Regions from separate parts of the Zea mays genome. Here region 2 is linked to region 1. A link is a contact called in public Hi-C data. All regions are on one chromosome and are shown on one strand. The core of a region is the stretch at or near the end of the contact, and the rest is flanking DNA. Distances in the headings are between cores, read along the strand shown.

The links. Hi-C and Micro-C count contacts between places; a contact is called where the count stands out from the background.
Region 2: a Hi-C map of bundle sheath shows a contact between it and region 1, with 2.8 times the contacts expected there. The contact joins the enhancer-like site here to the promoter of bZIP45 in region 1. A contact is called at or near these places in 2 of 25 Hi-C or Micro-C datasets (bundle sheath and ear).

Annotation. Positions count from the first base shown.
Region 1 is chr1:146,794,957-146,797,656 of Zm-B73-REFERENCE-NAM-5.0, reverse strand. It overlaps bZIP45 (light-inducible protein CPRF-2), which reads right to left and starts at 1,283. Exons shown (of 2, transcript NM_001414340.1): 1 at 394-1,283. The coding sequence starts at 573.
Region 2 is chr1:146,949,162-146,951,861 of Zm-B73-REFERENCE-NAM-5.0, reverse strand. No RefSeq gene overlaps it. Among protein-coding and RNA genes, the nearest start is that of LOC103639292, 120 kb to the left of the region's middle. Within about 2 kb of position 1,396, at least 8 of the 20 cell types and tissues checked have an H3K27ac peak or open chromatin away from gene starts, as enhancers often do. A contact at or near this core is called in bundle sheath, where this site is marked.

The DNA of each region.
Region 1 (2,700 bases), core at 34-2,533:
GGAATTTTTTTCCCTTTTTTCCCTTTTTTTGAGAAAGATTTCGACGGTGGCACGTCGTGCATCGTTCTTTGCTTAGGTTGGAATGGCCTACTTTGAATCAATTTTATTGGGTGGTGGACCCTGAGAAATTAAGGGGCACCGCGCATTATCGGAGTTTGCTTGCTTCAGCATATCCTGAAGCACAAGTCTCGTTTTTTTCATCTGACTTTTGCTTTGTGTCAAATTCACCTGCACATGAGTGCAAGCTTCAATACATAAAAAGCAAAAGTGGCCTATATATATACAGAGCACAGCAGCAAATTCACCATTTCGATTAAAATATGTTCAGATCAAACATGCATGCAGAAAGAGACACAGAGGTAAACAAGAGCTGTTCACAAACAACGTACGAACCTGCGAGTTGAGGTCGTCGAGATGTTGCTGCTTCCGCTGCCTCGATCGCTTCGCGGACTCCCGGTTTGACTCCATCCTTCTCTTGCGCATGAGCTCCATCCGGTGCACCATGTCACCCTCTGACCCCAAGCTACGGGTCCCATGACTAGACCCAGACGAGGCCCCACCGGACAGGGTCATCCTCAAAAGATACTTGGGGTTATATCTAGACTTGAAAGCTTTCCTCTGACTAATTAAGTTGTTGTATGTAGAGGCTTATAATTTCCAAGGATATGATACTAGTATGTTGTATTGGTGGTTAGGATCTTACTGAGAACACATAGAACCAATAGAGGAACACAACGGAGAAAGAGAGAACAAGATGGGTGCCTCGCCGGAGCGTTGAGTTGATCATAAATCTGCAGCGGTGACTCACCTCGGAGAGGATTTGTGACATCTACACCACGTTAGTCTATCATGGATCAATTGACGAAAACGTTTACGACAGTGAGTTTTTTTTACGAGAGAGAAACGAACAAGTTGATGCAGATGCACCAGGGCAAAAAAAAAAAAAAGTTGGCAGAGTCTCTTCCAGGAAACCCTAAAATTTGCTTCCAATGGAAATATACTCTTAAGAACTGATGGTCAGATGCACGAGAGAACAAGGCCAAGAACACATGGAAGGTGATCCAAGGGCGCAGGATCAGGAAGCAAGGAGGGCAAGAGATTCTTGCTAGCTAAGCTAGGAAGATGGCATGCAACAGGGCTGCTGCACAGGAACCTTAGCGAGGGAGGAGGGGAAAAGGGAATTGAGGCTTGGAAGAGGGGCTCATTTATAGATGGAGATGCGGTGAGTTTTCTGAGAGACGGAGAGAAAAAAAAAGATCAATGCAAATCATAGTGGTGGAACGGAAAGCAGTGGGTGGTGACAGAAACATGGGGAGGGAAAGCAGAGGTGATGGTGGGCTGGGGCCCTGGCATCTTGGTACAATTGCCAAAAGGTTTAGTTAATTGGTCATTACGATTGCTGGGTTATGCTATAACTTGTTCACTGCACATATTATTTGGTTTCACTGTTCGGTCAGTAAATTGTTCATCTGCTGCTAGTAATGATATGAACAGAGGAAGAGAATGATGTTTCCAGTAATTTAGTGAGGGTAGCTGTATTTATTTTATTTTCTGTTGAAAAGCTGTGAAAAGATATTTTTAGCAGATCCATGGGACGTTAGTGTCGTCCAGTCTATAAAGTGAAACCACATGCCATCCACAGATTTAAGTATTGATTTTTACTTTCGGTGTTGCCGGGTCACAGTGATTGTCTGCCAGTGGACAACCTATTCATTTCTTAGCTTTCTTTATTCAGAACAGAACACAGCGACATGAGCAACCGAAAATGCTTAAGACCATATGACAGTATCATGCAGATCTGGTCCAAAAGAACCATGTGAGTTCCTAGCGTCTCATTGTTAGACGTTTTCAAAATCTTTTTGCTAATAATAAGGTACACAATGTAGTCATCAATAAAATACTTTGTAGTATCTTACTGTTTCCGGTTAGCATAATGTCATCATCTTTAGGATTTTGCTCATGGGGTTCCTCAATAAGTTCTACTGCAATAAAAAGCTATAAAGGATTATAAATTCATGACCAAACAAGCTATATGCATTTTTCATATGAAACTCACTTCCAAAATATATAGTATCTCTGGACTCTATACCGGCACCACCATGTATATCTCATACTCCAAAATTTATTATTAAGAACCTATATCAAACAACAGTTTTAGATCCAAGTTTTCACTCCTTGTTGACTTCTTGTTGACTGACACATTCAACTTGGGTAGGCAATCCCAAGTGCACAAATAGGAGAGACTACATATTTTTATTTTCTCATTACTCGAATGGTGTAATTTCTTTATTCTCTACAGGAACTTTATTTAGTATATGTCATATTGTCAAAATGGTTGCACCCTACCATTTTTATACAGTGCCATTGCCTCAAACATGGAGATGAGTGTGGTTCTTTCTTTCGACAACCCCATTGCATTATGGTGAGTATGGCGGTATACTCTAATGAATAATCCTATGTTCCATGTAGAATTTAGAAAATTCATTAGAAAAGTTGTCGGCGTTTCGATTCCGGGGGGTCCCTAAGCCGACGAGTGAATGTCGCCGCGTGCCCCAGCCCAGATGGGTCGGCGCGAGGCCGAGCGCGAAGGGGGGAAGCGAGGCGGCCGGAGACAGGCGTGAGAGAGGTGGGAATCCCGCGGCCTTCGTGTTCGTCCCGTGCCCAGGTCGGGTGCGCTTGCAGTAGGGGGTTACAAGCGCC
Region 2 (2,700 bases), core at 147-2,646, 150 kb before region 1:
GAACAACTTTCTTATTTGGATATTTCCATGTTGGATGGAAAAATTTGGAGTAATTGCATAAGTTCAGATTGGGGTTAACTTTTGGAATTCTGAAAATTATTATGATGAGCTGACTTTGGAACTCTATATCTTGTAATCCATGAGCTTTTGATAAAAGATCACTATAGTAAACTTGTAGAGTATCTATAGGAGAACAACTTTTATTAGCGTGGTAGCCCTAAAACAATATTGAACGGGGAGCAAAAGAGGCTCAAAACCTTGCTGTTAGATTCTGTTGTTCTGAAATTTGTTCAGCAAGTTGAAGTGCAGTTTCAGCATTATTCACCAAACTTTAGAACTCTGTTTGACCGATCCATGATGTTGTGGCCAGCACTCTCTATAAAAAAGTGTTAGAGGGTAGTGTGGTGAGTAATTTTCATTAAGGTTAATCCCCCTGACCTTGCCTAGAAATGGGAGAAAATGGTGTGCAAAAACATGATGTCAAACTTTGAGTTTCTGACTTAGTTCAGTTCACTGACACCGAATTTAAGTGAGTTTTGCTCAACTTTGGAGCTTTCTTGCGACTAATCCATGGAGTTATGGGTTGTATCTAAAGGAATGTTAAAGAGCATAGAATGGTGAGAAAGTTTGATGAAGTGAGTCCGGCAAGATGCCGCATGAAAAGTGGAGTAAAATGTGCTTGAACGTTCGCTGTCAGGCGTGCGATGTGCAGTTTCAGTTAGCTGAAGCCGAGTTCCAGTATTTTCACCTAAATTTGGAGCGCTATAGCTCTCAATATGTGATCTTTAGACCTTAGGTTGCTGCATAAAGTTTGTAGAACTATATTTTGTCAACAAGTTTGGTTAACGGAGATCTCCCTGTTACCACTGATATTGGTGAGTAAATTGAGGTCAAAGTTGCTTTGTCAGATAGGTATGTGATGAACCTAATACAATTAGCTGAATGGTTGCAATTTGGTGGTGTTGTTCTAGATTTGGAGCTCTATAACTTGAATACTATTGAGTTTTAGCTAGTAACCATTGAAACAAAGCTGGAGAGTAATCATAGAGGAACAACTTCTAGTAAGAAAGTATATCAAGTTAGTATATGGAATTGGGAGAAAGCTTCGCTCCAATTCGAGCTGTCAACCAAGTTGTGTGCACTGAACTTCATTTCAGATAACTAAGACCTGATTCAGTTTCGGGGAGAAAGAAGCATTCCCACGTCTCTGTTGTGTCTCACTCGTGCCAGTTCGAGCTGTAGTATTGGATAGAGGTCTGAAAAGGTGGTAAATAAAAGGGTACAAAAATGAAAGAAGGAAGAAAAATCCCATTTTTTCCCTCCCACGTTTAGTCCTCCTTGTCTACCGTACGCTGCAATCTTCTAGCATCTTCTATCCCTACGTGCACGTGTCTGTCCCTTGTGATCTTCAACACCACCTCTTGCTTCCTAGCCAAAGCACGATCACTCCTTTGGAAAGCTCCAGTCCTCACGCTAGCTCTCTGGAAGTCCAAAACGCTTGGCTCTCAACACTTCTTCCTCCATGCCATCTCCCTCCCTCATCCCATCGCTTGGTGTAGCAGCAGCCGCTCGACCCCAGCTCCTCCTCGTCATCTCCCTCTCCTCCCCAACGCTGGAGCAACAGCTGTCAAACACCCGGTGATGTCTGGACGTCAATTGCCACCCTTCTCTTGCTATGCGCTTGGTCTCCTCAGTGCTTGCCTTGCCACTCGCACGCCCAGCTCCAAGCCTCAACGCGCGTCTTGTCGCTGTCGCCCCAGGTGCCAAAGCCCCTTCTCTGGTCGTTGTGCAAGAGTGTCCTTCGGCCGTCTCGCTCTAGCCGTCTAGCCACGGACCCTACGTGCTTGTAGTTTCCTTGGGAATCATCGTTGTCTTGCTATTTTGGTATCACCAATTCACCATCCTCATCCTCGCCATGGAACAATAGCAGGTGCTCTCAAAGTCGCCCTGAGCATACTTCATGTGCTGCGACGTCTCACTCACCTTATTGCCAAGTCGTCGTCGCTTCATCATTGGGCGTCGTCGTAGTAATATTTATGGTAATTTGTGCCGCATGTGTATAGGTTGCGGGTTCGTTCCCTATGGATATCGCATTGTGCTAAAATAGTTCTATTCTGACCATTTACACACGCACTGGGCTAGTTTTGCTTAGAGTTGGACCGGTTGAGTCAGTTCTGGTTCGCGACTGTTCATATGTTTAGAATTTTCTTTTATCTCATGTTTGTTTATTTGCGCCAGAAATTGTGAAAAGGTACTAAAATAATGAAACAAGTTTAGTTAGGTGGGTAAATTAGTAGAGTTTTAGGTAAAAATAGATTTGGAGTTTTTTTAGCAAATAGATATTATTAGAGGAATAAAAGGTGCCTTAAAATGTTTATCTGAAATTTTAGTAATAAAAATAGAGCACTAAAAATTATGAGAGAAAAATTGTGTAAGCTTATGTTGAGCATGTGAACCCGGTGAAATTCTGTTTAGACAAAATTTGCTTAGCAAATTAATTATTTCTCAAAAAAGAAAAGAGTTTTACCCTGGGTGATTAAAGCACCTAATGACTTAGTGAAAAATGGAGTTGCTTAGCAAGTTTTAGATGGTTAGATGAGTTCTAACGATAAGTAGCTCCCTGGTAGTTATGACTTGTGGTGATAGCTTGAAATTGTAATCTTGTAATGCTTTGTAATACCTTCCTTGCAAGTAGCATAT